Linked DNA regions of Mus musculus: all the other regions are linked to region 3. The links are chromatin contacts, called in public Micro-C maps. All regions are on one chromosome and are shown on one strand. The core of a region is the stretch at or near the end of the contact, and the rest is flanking DNA. Distances in the headings are between cores, read along the strand shown. Region 1 holds the start of Chka (choline kinase alpha). Region 2 holds the start of Ndufs8 (NADH:ubiquinone oxidoreductase core subunit S8). Region 3 holds the start of Cpt1a (carnitine palmitoyltransferase 1a, liver).

Region 1 (2,700 bases), core at 153-2,652, 530 kb after region 3:
AGGCCTCTTTTTTTTTTTTTTTTTTTCCCCTACTTGTCTGGAGTTCAACTCCAGGCCTAGCTCCACGGGATCGTCCAAAGTCTCTTTTCATTTGCACTCCTTCCCCCGCCCCCCCCCCCCCACTCCCCAGACAGTCTCACTATGGAACTTGGGCTGTCCTGAAACTTACTGTGTAGACTAGGCTGGTCTTCAGCCCATAGAGATCTGGCCTCTGCCTCTGTGCCTCTCAAGTGCTGGGATTAAAAGCATGTGCCATTATGCACAGATTATTTGCACTCTTTTGTTCAGTAAGATCACTTTTGGGGGAGTAAGTCCAGATAAGTACCTACCTACTCTTTTTGAAGAGTTTTTGGCTTCCAGCAGACTGTGAAAACCCACAAAGAAGCCATTTTCTGCATGCTGGGGTATAGCTAGAAAGAAATCTCTCTTTCTAGCTATACCCCACAACACAGACCTGTAGTTTTATATTCTTTGTAGCCTCAATTACTTCCTGGAAGGACTGAATGATGAGACCAAAGAATGAGGCAATGTGTGGGCATACAGCATAGGGGCCTTGGCCCCCTTCCATGCCCTAGGGCAAAGGTACATTAGTCATGGTCACGCGACTGGACAGCCCGGAAGAGGGGGGGGGCAGATGACAGCATCCACAAAGCCAGGAATCGCGAACCAAGCACCTTTGGCCGGCAATTCTGGAGGCCGTTGAGGCCAGTCTGTTAGGAAGATGTCCTGAGAATCTAGCTGACATCCTCAGCACCACGGACAGGGAAACTGAGGCTGCAGGCACGTAGAGGGGGAGGCTTCTCTCTGAGCGGAGAGCGCAGCCAGCTGGCAAGTGGGTGTGTGGCCTTGACCCAATCTCTTTTTGATATTAGACCTGCAGATGGATAACGCCTCCGGCCAGGAGTTGTATTGGGCATGGAAGCATCTCGAACAGGGCCTCGGAAATGTTGTAAAAACACACCCACAGAGCTCCTTTGGGAGCTGCCTTGCCCTAAGGTCACGCGGAAAGAGCAGCCAGCCTCCAGACACCATTTTCCTGCAAAGTCCCCGGGGCCTTTCAAATCATCACTTTCAGACCTGGGGGCGTCTAAGGAAAGTTTCCCTTTCAACATCCACTCTAGGGTCTGCCAAAGCTGCAGAAGCCTCGCCTCTCCTGCCCTAAGAGGCTCGAGTCCGCAAAGGCGCCACCTTGTGAGTGCAGGCAATTGAGATAGCCTTTACAGGACCCTCGCGACCCCTAGACAAGGCCCCGCCCCCGGTGCGCCGACCCCTCCCTCATCGTGGACTCACCGCCTGAGCCTAGGAGGGGCTGTGCCGCAGCCAATGGGAAAGCGGCGTGGCGAGGGTGGCGGCGGTTGTGATGCGCCAAAGCGTCCAATCAGCGGCGAGCGCGGGGGCGGGCGGTGACGCTGGGCTCTCCGCGTGCAGCGCTGTAAAGGAGCGAGCGCCGCGGCCCCCTATAGCAGTCGCCTGCCGTCAGCCTCCCGCGCTCGTCTCTCGTTACTGCTGCCTGACGTCCATTGCTGCCTCTCCCCGCCGTCGCCGACGTCGCCTCCCCGCGCGCTCCCACAACCGCCGCCCGGCCGGTCAGTGAAGCCGGCGAGCCATTCCCCGCGCCGGCCCCCAGAGGCGGGCATCCAGCCGGACCCTGAGTGTGGCCCTCTCGTGCTGTGGCCGCCCGCGCCTTCTCGGCCGCTTGTCCAGCATGAAAACCAAGTTCTGCACCGGGGGCGAGGCCGAGCCGTCGCCTCTCGGGCTGCTGCTGAGCTGCGGTGGCAACGCTGCCCCGACGCCCGGCGTAGGGCAGCAGCGGGACGCCGCAGGCGAGCTGGAGTCCAAGCAGCTTGGTGGCCGAACCCAACCTCTCGCGCTGCCGCCGCCGCCGCCGCCGCCCCTGCCGCTGCCCCCGCCGCCATCACCGCCGCTAGCGGACGAACAACCCGAGCCCCGGACCAGGCGCAGGGCCTACCTGTGGTGTAAGGAATTCCTGCCCGGAGCCTGGCGAGGCCTTCGCGAGGACCAGTTCCACATCAGTGTCATCAGGTCAGTGGCTGCGGCACCGCGCGGTGGTGGTGGGGGCGGTGGGGGGTGAGGCTGGAGGGCGGGGCGGGGCGGCGGCTTGGGTAGAGGTGATCGCCGCGCCGGTGTCCGGAGCACAAACCCCGCAGCGCGGAAGGCCGCCTGCGGGCGAGCTTTGAGAAAATGTGTGCTGGGTTGCCGTCCCTTGCGGAAGAACAATACTATGTAGTTATACAAGCACATTCTGTACCAAAGCTCAAAATAGATGTGTCTAGGAAGCCGTTTCTCTGCGAGGGCCTTGAATGAAAAAAGGGATGTTGTTCCCAGCACTCGGGAAGCAGAAGCAGGCGGATTTCTGAGTTCGAGGCCAGCCTGGTCTACAAAGTGAGTTCCAAAACAGCCAGCTCTACAGAGAGAAACCCTGTCTCGAAAAACGAAAAAAAAAAAAAAAAAAAAAGGAAAGAAAAGAAAAGAAAGAAAAGAAAAAGGGATGTTGTGGCTGGGCTTTAGAAAAAGAGGGAGGAGCCGGGCGTGGTGGCGCAAGCCTTTAATCCCAGCACTCCGCAGGCAGAGGCAGGCGGATTTCTGAGTTCAAGGCCAGCCTGGTCTACAGAGTGAGTTCCAGGACAGCCAGGGCTACACAGAGAAACCCTGTCTCGAAAAAACAAACAAACAAAAAAA
Region 2 (2,700 bases), core at 97-2,596, 590 kb after region 3:
GTCACAGTCTCTCTTGATCGCTACCTTCATTTTCAGAGTGGAAACTAGAGCTCACAGAGGGTCCCTAGCAAAGCAATTTCCCGGGCCTTGGGTGTGACGACGGTCAGAAAAGCTCAAGTCAGAATATTGGCTACTCACTGTACGTTGCCGCCACTGCGCTGCTATGAAGGCTTTGTCCATTAAGATGTCCTGCAAGGAGAGAGGTGATTTCACACCAGGAAGCTCTGCTCCCCCACCCCCAGGAAAGGCCTCTAGCCCTACCTGTGCGCATGGCCTGGGCCAAGGCCCGTGGCAGCATTGATGAGCTCAGGCGATACATCTGGAACATGGAGAAGGGAAGAGAAGGGTCTAAAACTGCCCTCCTCTGAACCTCTACCTTACGCCCCATTCACTCACAATCCCACTCAAGACCAGCACCCCTAACCCTCAATCTGACCTCACTCTGCTGACTCACAGTTCCTGGGCACCCCAAGTTCCTTCTATTTCTGCAGTTCCTAAGCAACCTATTTAATCCATTTCCCCATGTCCACTCCTCATCCTCCGCTCACACCAAGGCTCCCTGACCACCACCAGTGTATTCAGGAGCCTGGATGGTTCTTCTGGTGGGTCCTCCTAGTGGGTCCTGATAACTCTGAGCCAGGCTTCATGTCAAATGTCATAGACCCTGTCATCCTGTCATGTTAAGTGATTGCTCCCAAATTACCCAATGTCATTGGAACCAGGACAGGAATCCAGGAGATACCTGCAGAAAACCCTTAAAGATTTAAATAATTACCAGGGTCAAGTTCCTCTCCTCAACCCAAGGGGCTCCTGGAACTCTCCCCAACCTGCAGAGTGACCTTGGGCAAATGATGTCCCCTGGCCTCAGTTTCTGGATTACAATGTAGGAAGAGGGGTCCCGAAAATTAGGGATGTATGCAAACAAGGGGATTTTGACCAAGAGTCTGGCAGATCACCAACGCTCTAGCGCCCTCTTGTGACCTTTGACCTGTAGGGGTCGGCCAATTCTTGACCCCAAGCAATCCTGGATCCAACCTACCACTTTCTCTCAGACCTTCCCCTTGACCTCTGACCCTATGAACGCAGAAGGCAGCCGGCGAGGCAGCGCATGCGCCTGAGGGTGCAGGCTTTCCGGTCCGCAGCTCGGGAAGGACGCACAAGCCGCGGGTCCCGAGCCGAAGCGCTAGATCCCAGACTTCATAAGGTCAGCGGTGACACCCCGTTCAACCCTGTCGTTGCGTCACCCAGACCCTGTCTTCGCCGCCTTGCCCTGGCCACCCACCTTGAAGTGCTGCGGCTCCTTCCCTGGCCCAGATGCGGTTCAACCGGAAGGCGGAGCCTAAGCTCAGGATGCTGCCATTGGGCGAGCTTCTCACGCCTTTTTCCATAGTGCCCTTTCCTTCTTTGGTCTGATTGGCCTAGGGTCCTGTAGGAGGCGGGCCCAGGACTATATTTTTCTCTAATTGGCTGATGGGAGCAGATGCTTGAAGTTTTGTAGGGAGCTGCCATGTTGTATCAGAGAGGTTAATGCGCCTGACTTCCGAGATCCTGAAGGCGGGACTTCCTGACCTCGGTTTGGGACGCTGCTACAGTCCGGGGAGGCGGGAGGGGTAGGGCTCATTTGAATACTGCAAAGATGGCGACAGCGTACAAGCGCTTTAACCACTGGTCCTTGTAACGGCCGCGGGTAGCAGGACTTTTGTCAAGTCTGCCCCTAGGACTAGAGAACCATGAGGCAATCTGCATGCCTTGTATGGAGTGATCAGAAATGCTTCCTTCAGGAAGTAGTGTCTAAGCTGGCGGTGTAGAATCTGGAAGGCCAGGAAGGACATGTTGACTTAGTCAAAAACCAGGCCATGTGTAGAGACAGGATGTCAAAAATTTTGAGTTTTAGCAGGTGAGTGGCTGGAAGCGCCATCCCTTGGAGCATGGAGCTCAGACTGGTGGAATGTTTTACGGCTGAGTAAACTTGTGAGGTGAGGGGTGAGTTGTAGCTGGGGAAAGGTCTTGGACTTATCACGGAGGCAGCACCTCCACTCCAAAAAAGACAAGACACCTGTAGCTTGGAGTCAGCCCTCCTAGTTTAATACTTCCACGACGATAGGCTGTTTTGTTAAGGCTGTTTTATTTCCATTGTGCAGATAGAAAACTGAGAGTGAGAAGACCCAGACAGGCCTGGTCACAGAGTATGACCTGTGCCGATTATCACTGCTCCCTTGCAACACTATCCACGAGAGGGTGGGTAGTTCAGAAGTGCTCTGTTTTCTCGAAGATTCTATGGTCACTGCATCCCTTCCTGCCTTCCTACCCTCAGCCTATCTTATTCAAAGGTCCAAAAAGGGGAGCCCCAGGAGGCAGAGGGCTCCACCAAGAAGGGCTGAGCAGACTGCTCTGTGGCCTTGGCCCTGGCAGGCCACTTCTCTGAAGCTGTGCCCCAGGCAGGCTCCTGTACCCCAAAACCCCTGCTTACAGCAGGGTGCAGCTGCAGCACCTCTCCTCCATGGCCACCAACAACACCCTGAGGTTGCGACTGGAGTAGGGTGGGTAGCGCAAGTCATTGATTTTCTCCATTCCCGGGCTGCGCAGCAGACAGGCACGCTGGTTGGAGAAGGTGTCAAAGGAGAACTTGCCGTGGTACCTGCCCATCCCGCTGGTTCCTGTGGGCAGCACAGAACATGGGTCTTTAGGTCTTTAAGGGCC
Region 3 (2,700 bases), core at 171-2,670:
AGAGAAGGAAGGGCATTTAAGGTGAGTCCAACAGTCCAGGACTTAAAAGGAGCCTTAAGTAGGGGGCAGCAAGAGGTGACACTAGAGCCATCGAGGCCGATGAGGCCCGGGGGACAGCAGAAAGTGTTTCCAGATAGCACCTCTGCAGTGCCAGCCACATGTCACACTGGTCTCTGCTTCCACGCTCAGGAACAGGTGCTCAGATAAGGATGCTTAAGAAGATGGAAGGCGTTTGGGTGTGTCAGAACAATGAAGGCAAGTGAAAGACCCCGATTCTCTATGAGTCCCTTCACATAAACTAAAAATCTCAAAGTTACACCCAACAATCGCCTGTCCTTTTAAATAATAGAGGTGTAGGGGGAGATGAGATACAGCAACAGTTAACTACAGTTGGGGGCGGGATCAAGGGGAACTTTCATTTTCTCTATGGAACCCTTCCACGGCAAGGCAGAGAAAGATGGAGGCAAACAGGGCTCTTCCATGACCAGGCGTGCTTGACCTCAGAGCTGCGACTCTTCCTTCTTCAGCGCATTTATGGAGAGCTTGCTACACGCAGGGCCTGGAGCTGCAGCCTGGGAGGGCGCCCCATCTGGCGGGTAGAGTGCTTTGCCATGTCTGGCCCGACTTCTCTACACCCTGTTCACAACTCACCCTGCAACCTTCGTTCCCCGTGTGCTGCCAGCGATCCCCCTCCAGAAGCCACTCTGTCCGAGGTTCCAATCACTCCCCTATTGACACCTATTCGTTCTCAGCGTTCAAAGAGTACTTCGATTCCGTTGCTTTTGGGCGCAGAGACTTGAATCCAGGACCTTACACAGGCAAGGAATGCACGGCATTGTGAGCTACCCACACACCCTAATTGTTCCGCAGATGAGGGTTCCCCCGCCCCCTGACGATTTTATCCCAGGGAGACTATGAGTGTGTTGGCCTCTGGCGCCAACCTGCCCCCGGATGTCAAACATCTGTTCTCAAACTTGGAACCTGAGCTTACTTCTTCATTCTCTGATGTTAGACAAGCCGTTCTTCCCAACACCACCCCAAGCGTCCCACTCCCCTTTTTTAAAAAAAAAAATAATCAACCAAACAACCAAACAAACCAAAAGTCTGGAGCAAAATCAGCATAACTCCCGCAGGGTTGCAGAGAAGTTTACGGGCGGATTAGTGTAAACCGCGAGTGTAAGCCAAGTATGGTGCAAAGAGCTGTTTTGGACATGGCTTTAATGAGTTGGTCCCTTTTGTATATGAAGAAACTGAGGCTCTCAGGGTAAGGAATGTTGTCCTAGGTCTGCCGTTGGCAAGCTCGGGACTTAGCCTCAGTTTCCTTACTGACCTCCTCCCCGCAGCCCCGCCCCGTCCAGGCCCCGCCCCGTCCTGCCCGCGCTGCAGCCCAGCTGGGCTCAGCCAATCACCCGCGGCGCGCGTCGGTGAGCCTGGCCTCGCCCGCCCCGGCCCGGACTCCGCTCGCTCATTCCGCCGCCGCCGTCTGCAGACTCGGTAAGACACCGCGAGGGCAGCGCTGCGGCACCGCCCTGGGCTGGGCGCGCGGGTGTCATTCTTAAGAGTGTGGAGGGAGACCCAGACTGTGCCCGTAGGGTACGCGTGAGCCGCGCATTGGAGAAGCAGAGGGCACTCCCTCCCCCGCGCAGTGACGGATCTGGGGGATCCCGGGACGGGAGGAAAGATGCTTGGTCCCCAGACTGGGCAAAATGCCTCCACTCGGGACGCGTGGGACCTCGGCTCGTGGTGTCCCGCCCCACGGTGGATTCACTCACCGCGTGGGTTTGGGGTCTTCATTGCTCTGTGAAAGATGCTTATGATTAGGCGTGACTCCTTGGTCCCTGACCAGTAGGAGTGTCAACTCCCTTTCTGACCCCTGCTCACTCCCCACTCCGCGGGTGGCTTGGGGCCAGTGTGGACGCCGAGCGTTCTCCAGGCTCTTTCCACCCGCTACTCTGCAGGTGGATTGGTTCTCGGGGTCCGTGAGGGTCGGGCTCGGCAGTAGGAAGGATGCTCGCACAGGGGACTTGGCAGGTGGCCGGTGCCCTCTCTTCGTGCGGGTCCCTGCAGTATAGCCTTCGGGACACACCCTTGGCGCAGAGACTTAAGTGTTTTGCACCCCTCACCGCGGTTTTGCCCGGGGTTCAAGGGCAGGTGGGTGTCAGAGACTGCCCAAGGTCGCGCCGGGACCAGAGCCCGGGAGGGTGGGGGCGTCACGTGACCTGGCCTGAGCGAACTTGGCCTGGGACAGCCGGACAGCACGGTCTGGGCAACCAGGCTGTGCGGTAACAGCGGGTACCCTTCGTTTTTCTTCATCTTATTGTGAATCGGGTCTGGTTTTCGTTGATGTCACAGAACACAGATGAACGCTCAAGTTTTTAAGGAGTTAAAAAGTTCCTAGTGTGAACCAGGCTACATACAATCAAGCTCAGTACTCTCAGCTCTGGGCCGACTCTCGTTCCGTGCATTTAAATAGTTGTCCAAAAACAGATTTTAGTCGGAAACTGCTAACTTTGGAAGTTCGCAAATAAAATGAAAGTGAGTTTAGAAGCCTTTCGGAACGCGTATTTAGTTACAGCATTTTGTTGCACAGGCGTCTGGTTTCTGGTCATTCCTGATATTCAAGCGTGTTTATCACTGTCAAAACCACAAGCCAAATGACTAAAACACAGCTTTGGCCTTTTATTTGTGCCAGCAAGCATA

What was found. A called contact is a pair of places that touch in the nucleus more often than the background predicts.
Region 1: a Micro-C map of embryonic stem cells shows a contact between it and region 3, with 4 times the contacts expected there. A contact is called at or near these places in 2 of 39 promoter capture datasets (liver and pre-B cells), 1 of 484 Hi-C or Micro-C datasets (embryonic stem cells) and 1 of 130 datasets of targeted methods (pancreatic cancer cells).
Region 2: a Micro-C map of embryonic stem cells shows a contact between it and region 3, with 7 times the contacts expected there. A contact is called at or near these places in 1 of 484 Hi-C or Micro-C datasets (embryonic stem cells) and 1 of 130 datasets of targeted methods (pancreatic cancer cells).

Annotation. Positions count from the first base shown.
Region 1 is chr19:3,850,371-3,853,070 of GRCm38.p6, forward strand. It overlaps Chka (choline kinase alpha), which reads left to right and starts at 1,403. Exons shown (of 12, transcript NM_001271496.1): 1 at 1,403-2,043. The coding sequence starts at 1,706. Gm51271 (predicted gene, 51271) reads right to left here and starts at 446; the gene lies at 397-446.
Region 2 is chr19:3,911,428-3,914,127 of GRCm38.p6, forward strand. Ndufs8 (NADH:ubiquinone oxidoreductase core subunit S8) reads right to left here and starts at 1,347. Exons shown (of 7, transcript NM_001271443.1): 1 at 1,283-1,347; 2 at 262-319; 3 at 139-189. The coding sequence starts at 319. It overlaps Aldh3b1 (aldehyde dehydrogenase 3 family, member B1), which reads right to left. Exons shown (of 10, transcript NM_026316.3): 10 at 2,064-2,657. The coding sequence ends at 2,467.
Region 3 is chr19:3,321,881-3,324,580 of GRCm38.p6, forward strand. It overlaps Cpt1a (carnitine palmitoyltransferase 1a, liver), which reads left to right and starts at 1,421. Exons shown (of 19, transcript NM_013495.2): 1 at 1,421-1,494.